2 separate regions of the Podarcis muralis genome follow, and region 2 is linked to region 1. Evidence: chromatin contacts called from public Hi-C data. All regions are on one chromosome and are shown on one strand. Each heading gives the region's core, a stretch centred on a gene start, on an enhancer-like site or on the middle of the called end of the contact. The rest is flanking DNA. Distances are from core to core; before and after follow the strand shown. Region 1 holds the start of MID1 (midline 1). Region 2 holds the start of CLCN4 (chloride voltage-gated channel 4).

The links. A called contact is a pair of places that touch in the nucleus more often than the background predicts.
Region 2: a contact with region 1 is called in a Hi-C map of blood, with 5 times the contacts expected there. The contact joins the promoter of CLCN4 here to the promoter of MID1 in region 1. A contact is called at or near these places in 2 of 3 Hi-C or Micro-C datasets (blood and tail).

Annotation. Positions count from the first base shown.
Region 1 is chr4:68,514,522-68,519,684 of rPodMur119.hap1.1, forward strand. MID1 (midline 1) reads left to right here and starts at 3,451. Exons shown (of 12, transcript XM_028727705.2): 1 at 3,451-3,468; 2 at 5,038-5,090.
Region 2 is chr4:68,889,518-68,894,568 of rPodMur119.hap1.1, forward strand. It overlaps CLCN4 (chloride voltage-gated channel 4), which reads right to left and starts at 1,692. Exons shown (of 12, transcript XM_028727708.2): 1 at 1,569-1,692.

The DNA.
Region 1 (5,163 bases), core at 2,201-4,700:
TTCCCAGGGAACTCTGGGAATTGTAGCTCTGTGAGGGAAATATAGGGGTCTTGGAACAGCTCTCAACATCCTTAAACTACAGTTCCCATGAATCTTGGGGGGGAATCCTTGGCTATTTAAAGTGGCATAATGCTGCTTTTAAATGTGTAGTGTGGATGGGGTGAGGTTCAGAGATTTTTGTGGCAAATATTGTTGACTGAACTGGTTCATTCCGAGCACAGGTATGTGGTATTACTTGATTAAGTTACTATTTTTTATTCTCCCCTCCCCAAAACCCCACCGTTTTTCCAGGATAGAGATCTGGCTGAATCAAGAGCCATCATCTGTTTAGGGTGTATGAATTAGATTCGAAATAGTCATGATTATGTGTACTGTGAATGTACCAGGTAAACTCACCTTTAGTACTACTGTGCCTGATTATCGTCTTCCAAAGCAATTACTCTATTCCGAACTTAAAAATGGAAAGCGTAATGCTGGTGGTCAACAAAAGAGGTTTAAAGACTGTCTCAAGGTAAATCTAAAAAAATGTAGTATAAACACTGACAACTGGGAATCACTGGCCTGTGAGCGCTCCAGTTGGAGAACAGCCTTTACCAAAGGTGTCATGGGCTTTGAAGACACTTGAACTTAGGACGCAAGGGAGAAACGTGCTAAGAGGAAGGCACGCTTGGCAAATTCACACCGTGATCAACTCCCACCCGGAAATCAATGTCCCCACTGTAGAAGGATGTGTGGATCCAGAATAGGCCTCCACAGTCACTTACGGACTCATTGTTAAAACCGTGTTTATGGAAGACAATCTTACTCGGCTACGAGTGATCGCCAAAGAATACTTTGGGTAACAGAAAATTCAGTTGTTAGTGTTTGTCTAGATCAAGTAGTGAACAAGCTTGCTCAAGTTAAATACTGTGAAATGTTCATTATTTGAGGATAACTTTTATTATACACTGCTCGCTGGGTACAGTAAATGCACTTTTAAAGTATGTATTTTGTATGTGTGTGATATGAAAAATCAAAACTAATCCATGAAATTGTCTTAACAGGACTAAACACATTGTCTTCAACTTTGTCTTTTTATTTCCTCAACGAGTCTCAGCTGTGCTTAGGTCTCAAGAGAAGAATATAAACCTCTCACAATGAATGGTGGATCTGCTTGCTGTTTGTAAATGGGTGACCAATAATGTAGTTTGAAGCTTGTTAGCTGTATTTATTTAGTCCTCTCATTATGCATGGATAGAAAGGACTATGGAAAGTTGCACACAGATCAGTCAAGATGTGTGGCCTTGAATAGCCTTGTGTTGGACCAGAGGTTACATTTGCAACTTCACCAGAATTTAAAATAAATTTGTGCCATTTGCACATTTAATGCTCTTTTCTGTTATTCTCCTTCCAGGGACATGTTATTATGATGGCAATGTCACGTCTAAGTTTTGTTTTGTTTTTGTTTTGTTTTTTGCCAGTGCATGAAATTCTAGGAGTTTCACAGTGTTTGTCGTATATTTATTTTAAAATCAACTGGAAATGAGTACTCTCTCAGGCCTGCTCTGAAATACTGTGAGAAACTGTTGAGTCCACAGAATATTTGTCATGTAGCCAAGGATCTCATCTACTGAATACCTTGTGGTTGGCTATAATCGGAAATAACATTTTTGGAAGGAAGTGTTGTTGGAACTAAAGCATTCTGTTTGAAGTATGTGCACTTGCACTGTTGCCAGAGAGATTCAAATATGGCCACTAGGAGGCTGTCTTACCACACAATACGCTAGATGTGTCTCTGTGTTCCAAGCCACAGATAAATAAATGTGTAGACAAGAATGATCACATCTTTAGAAAACCAACAGACTGGGCGAATCTATATGGCCTCACAGAAAAGCCATGGACATATATTCAAGATTGGCTACTGATTAAATAACCTAGGTTGATTACCTCTTAATTCACTTAGAGTTTTCAGGCCTGCATTAATAATTTTGAATATGAGTTCTGTGTTACGGGGCTAAAGAGAGGGAAACTATTCAAGCTGCTAACAGTGGGCATTTAGGGACTACAAGGCGATTAGAAAAACTGGTTCAGAAAATGAACAGTGGCAATTCTATTTAGTTATAGAAGGAGTTGTTGGCATCCATCTGTGTCGGGAGACAATGGAGGAGTGTGCCTTTGGGGGTGAAGTCAAACTGTAGGAAAGTTGCAGTGCCAGCTGTGGCTGTAGAGACCAATACAGGAGAGACATGTTTTGTTGCAGCTGGGGCAGATGAAGGCGTCCAGTTGTGCTGTTGCAGATGCACCATGGCATTTCTCCTCCCAGTGGTCATTCCTTCTCCTGGTCACACGACTTGACTGTCTGTCTCCAGGCACTGTGGTCATCTGCAAGGGATTTCCACATGACTGGGTTGTCATGTTTGAAGGCATCTTTGTAAAGGGGTAGAGAGTCGTCTTTTAATAAGGCACGGACCCTGTCCCCAAGCTTAACAATTCAAAGGGCATAAGAGAGATGGAGGGGACAGGCAGATGTGATAGGATTGTTCTGAAAATACCAGGACAAGAGGTGCATTGTAAACAGACATTTGTGTGCAGTGGTACCTCGGGTTACAAACACCTTGGGTTACAAACTCCGCTAACCCGGAAGTAGTACCTCAGGTTAAGAACTTTACCTCAGGATGAGAACAGAAATCGTGCGGTGGCAGCGGGAGGCCCCATTAGCTAAAGTATTCCCTCAGGTTAAGAACAGTTTCAGGTTAAGAACGGACCTCTGGAACCAATTAAGTTCGTAAACAGAGGTACTACTGTATTTATTATGGCCAGGCTGAACTCCCACTGGTCTTATGGGATGGAGTGTCCTTTGTGTCTTCCTTCCTCCCACATCTTGTACAACAGTCACGTGGCAACTGACAGTCAGAGCCCAGTGGTGCCTTCCTCTGGTTACAAACTTAATTCATTCTGGAGGTCCATTCTTAACCTGAAACAGTTCTTAACCTGAGGTACCACTTTAGCTAATGGGGCCTCCCGCTGCCGCCACGCGATTTCTGTTCTCATCCTGAGGTACAGTTCTTAACCTGAGGTACTCCCACGTCCCCTGTTTTTATGTCTAGCCATAGCAGAATGCCAGATTACCATGAAACGTGTTCAACAACAATTTGTTTTTTCAGTGTTCTACCTTCTGCCTGTTTTATTTACAAAACACAGCAGATAAATTTAATTAACTTAATTAAATCAATGCAAAATCACGGTGGACCCAAACTGCATTTGGTAATACCCCATAGGCTGCAAAAATAGCTACTGCAAGCCATGCTTTTTAAGGGAAGGTGGGTGAGTGTAACAGGCACATCAGGAAAATTAGCTTCAGCTGTGCTCTCTCAGGCTACAGGGAAGGTAAGTCTCATTTTTCTTAGCAGATGACTTAGGACTGTGGTAATAGCTATTTTTAGTTGGATGGCCTCTTTATTTACAGCTCCAAAGCATGTTTACCAGGAGGTAAGTTTTATTTAACTTTAATGACTGAAATCATGTAGAATTGGGCATAACATAAGAACAGTGGGGAATATCAGCATACCTTCCCCTTTTATAGTCCATTGTGCATCCCCCAGATAGTCCCCAAACTGTACTAAAGCTGATTTTTGGGACATGGGGAGGGGGAGGAAATTTATCCTGCTGGTAGATGTACCCCATTGGCTTTCACCCAGGTATAATCCACTAAACATTTTGCTAAGTTTGATAAAACTTGAGCCAGTAGTATGAAACTATTCCCAGTGTTTGTAAGCATGAGCAGAGAGACTTCAGTGAGATGGAACCCAAAATCACAGCAAGATTTTTAAAGGCCTGATGTTATATTCAAAATGAAAGTGATTTGCAGACAGTGTGTGCTTTTAAGAATATTTATTTTTCTGCCACTCGGAGTAGTGATGTTAGTCTGTTGCAGCAAAACAGTTTTGTGGCACCTGAACAAAGAGACTGGAAGTATAAGACTATGAGTAGCTATCAGCCATGATGGCTTTCCTCTGTCTCCATAGTCACAGGCCATATGCTCCTGAATAGCAGTTAATGGAAATTTCAGGAGGGGAGAATTGCACTCAGTCCTTGCTTGCAGGCTTCCCAAGGGCTGGCCACTGTGGGAACAGGATTTTAGACTAGATGGGCCATTAGTTTGGCCCAGCAGGGCTATTGTTACGTCCCTAAATTTGTTGCCTATAAGATTTGGTTGAGGAATATTGCATAGTCTGAAACATAAGGAGGGGCGGGGGTCTGTGTCTTCCTCATAATTTTTCTGAAATCACTGGTGCTATGTAGGGAGAGTATCTGCAGTAACACAAACTTCTAATTTTGATTTGTGTGTTCTGCCTTGTGGGTAGGTTTTATTGGCTTGGCATCCTTATGTTACTGGCAGGCACAGAAACCAAATTGCTCTTTGAAAATCTCATGGAAGCATATGATTCCCTTGTTTACTTCCAAAGCAGGCTTGATGCTGTGAATCAAGATAACTGAGCGAATCCTCAATTTAGTCATGCAGGCAAATTGATTATGGAAATTGGAAGAGAAATAGTAAACAGAATTTGGTGTGACAATAACACGTTGTGATCCAATGTCTCCAGAATGCTTTTCTCCACGAAGAACAATCCTTTAGCCGCCTTGTCTGTCAGTCACCTTGCCACTGAAATGCTATTCATGCCTGGAGGCAAAAGAAAGTTCTTAAACTGCGGAACTGTTCTCTTCAAATTACCTCAGCCAGAGAACTATATAGTTTGGTTTGGTCTATAGGGTTTTTAAAAACAAACAAACATTGATTTGTTTCCAGAGGGGTGTTTCGTTTTCATAAATGTGTCATCTGTAAAGGAGCATCCTATAGTTTCTTCCTATTGCCCTCCATGTCTTCCGGATAAATACATATTGAAACAAAATTCATATAAGTTGCACTTATAAGGATTTTAGAAAACATATTTTCATTTAATATGTACTATTTATTTCATATCCTTTATGTAAGGGATGTTCTTAGTTTTTATATTAAAGGCTTATTGCGAACTTATGCTCCCTTTTATTTTCATTTAGAGTAGATGATCTGCATGCCTAGAACCCCCAAGTTCTGTTCCTGACACCTTCAGGTAAGAAGAGGACTTTTATCTGAAACCTTGGAGAGCAACTACCAGTCAGTGTAGACAATACTTAGCTAAATGG
Region 2 (5,051 bases), core at 442-2,941, 370 kb after region 1:
ACCCATCATCAGTGATCAAGGAATGCAAGGTGCTTTATTTGCTATGAATGTGGGAAGAAAACTAAGCTAGGTAATAATACATGGTTGAAATAATTCCAGGAGTAGGCTGGTACAGAGCAGAAGGGCCTGTTGTGTATACACACTACCCAAGTGGCAATGCTTTTTAACAGAGGATTTGGAAGGAATATGGAATGGATTTGGTTATAAGAAGGATCTGTTTCTGCTGTCTAGGCCCAGGCCAGTGTAAGATCTCCGTTTCAGTGTTAAGGAACAAGCACTGGGTTCTCACTTTTCTGCCAGGCCATTCAGTGTCCAGATGACAGCAATTTGGTTACTGGACAACGAAAATGGATTCTACGCACCCTAACTGTGGCCAAGAGACAGGTACTAATGAACTGGAAGAATAAAGATTTGGTTCTGTTTACTCAATAGATCAACAACATAACCACAGTTGCAACATATGAACGGACTACCGATAGACACAGACTTTGTTTGGATAAACATACTGACATTAAGAATGAATTTTTATAGCATTTAGTGGGTTATTAATAATCATATGTATCAGGACAAAAATAGTACTTATAATAATTATTAATATTAACAAATGACAGCAATGAGGGTATTCGTTAGTGACACAGTACAACATGTGCGGATATTAAATTCCCAAGAGAAGAATTAGCATGGAAACTCTTCAGTGTTAAAAAGCATGCAAAGAACTGCTTGCATTTTAACCATGAGTCATCTTTTTTTGTTCAGGCAGAGACATATTTCACCATGTCCTGACAGAAACTGAAAACTGTTCCAGTGTTCCATTCTTATACTGCTCTTTTATATTTGACCCTGTCCAACAACTGCCATCACTCTAGTTAATCCATTTCCAAACATCCCCAAATACCTTACTAATAAGTAACTCTCACATAAACAGTAAATGCAAGCCAATTAATGTACTCATAGCTACAGAGCAATTGAAAAGAAAATATAAATTATATTTCTATATCTCCCTATCCAGTGTGACAAGGAAGTCATTTAGCTGTAGCAGATAAGCACACCCACCCACTCCCAAAGCATTTCTGTGCATGGCTTAATACTGGGTGTTAATTCCCCACAAACAAAAATAACTAGAATTCACAAACAGAATGAAAATTACGCTAGAAATTTGATGACTAACACTTCCCTTAAAAACACGGGAAAATTTACATTGTAATGCAAATGCTGACATCAATATGCTGTAAAGGCTGCACAGCTGCGTTGGTAATACAATCGCTCCTCTCCTGCCCCCCTAATGAAATTGTACCTTGCTCATTTTTTAACAAAAAATATGTTAAAACACTGACAACGGATTGCCTACTTCAGCTTAAAAAACGCCCCATCTGACAACACAGCTCCGGAACTCTCCAGCCGGAAGATCTGGGGAACAAGCAAAACAGCCTTTGCACCTGCCAGCACAGACCGTGCCACGCTTTTATTTACAAAAAAAGGAAACCTGCTCGACAGAGGTTGATTTCAAAACAAAGCCAGAAGGGCAAAAGCCCAGTAAGTGGTGTTAATGGAGGGTGTTCTCCTCTTACCTGCAATGCAACATCGTTTAGTTCAACCCCCAAATTCCAGACACCATCCTTTCTTTCCTGCTATGGCTGCAAAGGCAGTGATGTCATATGCAGGAAGCCGTAGCAGTCACGTGACTGCGTGCTCTCTCTATTGGAGAGCTGATTGAGAGACAGGCAGCAGCCGGCGTCCAATCCTTCAGCATTAAAATCAGCCTGTTGAGAAATTTGCTTCCACCTTCGCAGCTGACACTGCAATTACTTGTGGATTCTTTTTATTTTGCAGCTATGCTATTAGATGACTATTTCATGCACAGTCTTGTTATGTTCTTATTTTGGGGGGGGGGAATGTGGGGGGGGGGCAGAATGTAGTTAGAAATTTTTTTATTCTTTTTGAATGAATATTCTGTTTTCACTGGACAAACTATGACACAATCCCGAATAAATCCCACATTTCAATTAATGCAGTTTCTTTTAGTACTTGTGTATAATACTTTAGTACTTGAGTAATGTGTGTGTGTGTGTGTGTGTAATACACTAATGCAGTTTCTTTTAGTACTTGTGTATTATATATAATAATGCACAAGTATTAAAAGAAAGTGCATTAGTTGAAATGTGGACTTTATTCAGGATTATGTCATAGATTGTCCAGTGAAAACAGAGAGAAACTGACACAGCTTCAGTTTAGGATGAGAATATTCATTCAACAAGAATGAAATATATATATTTAACAACAATAATAAAAACCCCAGACGTTAATGAGAACAAGAGCAGGGTTCTTCCCAAACCAGGGAAGGATTTCTATACTGTATAGCATTCATTTCCTCCTTTTCCCTCAGTGTGCACACAAACACCATACCAGGCTAATATTTTGGAGGCATAGTCTGGGTATGCCTCCGAAGGGCTGCATTTTGCCGCCCTTCCCCTTAAACTGAAATTTCCACTCTGAGGAAAGTCTGAAAGGGATTGCAGGCATGCTTGTTTGCAGGGCCAATGGGGTGGGGGTGGAAGGGGCAGGCGGGAGGGCCACTTGGCCTGGGCATCAAGCTCAAAGGCGCCTCAAATTCAGACACACTAATATTTGGGCACGATCGGTTTGGCGATTTACATGCTTCAAACCAAAATGTAGCGTGCGTGCTCAGAGCTGCAAATTTAAGGAGGAAAGAGCTGTGATTAAGTAAAAGGATCTTTCATTTTGCTTAACAGGTACTGATTTTGTCGTATTAAAGAGTCGATGTTTATAAATATTGATGAATGAGGGGCTGCTCCCCAAGCTGGCCCACCTACCCCTCCACCAACCCCCCCACTCCTTTTACACCTTGCTAAACCCTCATCCCCTCTCCCTCATTTCTTTTATGCCTCCCCAACCCCCCCTCCCCTTAACCTTGTCAAACCATACCTTTCAGCCCTCTGAAACCTCACACCCTTCCTTCAGGCATTGTTAAAACCACAGAAACCAACTCCTAGGGGCCAATGGGTCTTCGCCCCCCCCCCAATAAAATATCTGAAGGGGTCTGCCCCCACCCCAAGTTGATGGGCATTGCCATTCAAATGGTGTGTATGTGCTGCATCACATGATTATGAGGGGTAAGGTTTACTTGCTCCCCCAGTATTTTATTCAAGTTGGCACCCCTGGCCCAAACTATGCCCCACTCCGCTTATAACTTGCCAAACCCCCTTCCCCTTACAGTTTGCAAACCCTGCTTTGCTTCCCCTTACCTGCTTGCCTAAACCCATGAGCTGACAGAAGTCAGGACAGACCGTTGCACCTTTCCAGCAGCCATCCCGCACTGCTGCCATTTCTTTCTTCCGTGGCCTATGACACTGCAGAGGCCCAATCAGTGGGGTCTGTGCCAGATGAGCAGTGGCAACACAGCAGGATAATTGCTCTGGAGCTGCCCTGTCCTGTCTATTCCTCTGCGGCTCACCTGGGCTGTGCCCCATCTGCACTAGTCTTCTGGGCCACTTGCTCACTCATCTGCCTGCTTTGTTATCGTGCTAGTTTGCATGGATGCCTAATGGCAGCGTAACAGCCTTACAGTTTTATTATATAGTTAGAAATGTATCGGTTCTCCTGGCAGAAGATTAGACCATGATGAATATGTCCCCTCAGATCAACAGATCATGCAAACCAACCTCTCATCCTTTGTTTTCATGTTTCCATCTTAATTACTCAGAACTATTTGCACCAATGTTTACATCTTTATTTCCAAGTTTGGCATTCCATAAATGGAATCGGGGTGAAAACTCCTAGGGGCTGAAACCCTTTGACCCCCTCAATGTTCATCCATGCTGTACGTGATTTTATGATGTTGTATGCAATGCCCAGATACAATGCTGTCGCGCATGACATCCAGGCATCATGCAGCCATGTGAGCCAGGAACAGTGGCTCCTTCTCCTTCCATAGAAAGGAAGCAGCCCCTAGCCTGTGGCACCGGAGGAGGCAGAGGAGGCACCAGCCATGAAAGCCAAGCTGCCATGCAAAGCCTGGGTGATGCAGCTGGACATCACACGTGACGCCTGGATGTGATATCAGCCCCCATCTCTTTCCCAGATTGGCGCACCTGAATGGAACGAAGTCTGAGTTAGGATGCAATCTTAGTAAGATAAAATGGGGTGCCACTGAATGTATCACTCATGATTCACACATTTTAAGTGTTTTCTGTTTGCAACGGAGGTGAGAGAGTAAGATTTTGCAATGATCTTATTGAAGTCCTACTTCAGTTTGGTTATTACATCCATCATGTTACCTTTTATTATTGTTCTGGGTTGCACTGAGTGAAGAGGAACAACAGAACTTTCAGGACTAATTTCTGGACAAGTTAAATAGAGAGTCAATGTGAGTGCATCAACTTCCACTCTTACAACCATGACATGTAAAACTGAGCAGAGTGTAGTGTAACAAATCTGTGCTGTAGTTTCCTTTCAAGGCTACTGTATGTAACACGGAATGGAACTGATGGTAATAGTAAGGTAACGTAAGGTAAAGGTACCCCTGCCTGTACGGGCCAGTCTTGCCAGACTCTAGGGTTGTGCGCTCATCTCACTCTATTGGCCGGGAGCCAGCGATGTCCGCAGACGCTTCCGGGTCACGTGGCCAGCGTGATAAGCTGCATCTGGCGAGCCAGCGCAGCACACGGAAACGCCGTTTACCTTCCCGCTAGTAAGCGGTCCCTATTTATCTACTTGCACTTAAGGGTGCTTTCGAACTGCTAGGTTGGTAGGCGCTGGGACCGAGCAACGGGAGTGCACCCCGCCGCGGGGATTCGAACCACCGACCTGATGATCGGCAAGTCCTAGGCGCTGAGGTTTTACCCACAGCGCTACCCGCGTCCCAGATGGTAATAGTAGTGTGAGCCATTTGCTTTAAACATGGTAAATCCTTCAGCCGCCATCCATCATAAAACAAAGTCTTCCCAATCTTTCATTTGTGGTGGTGGGGACAGGAACAAAATGAAGATTCGACAAAATTCTATTCTGGAATTCACTACACTGATCACTAGCAG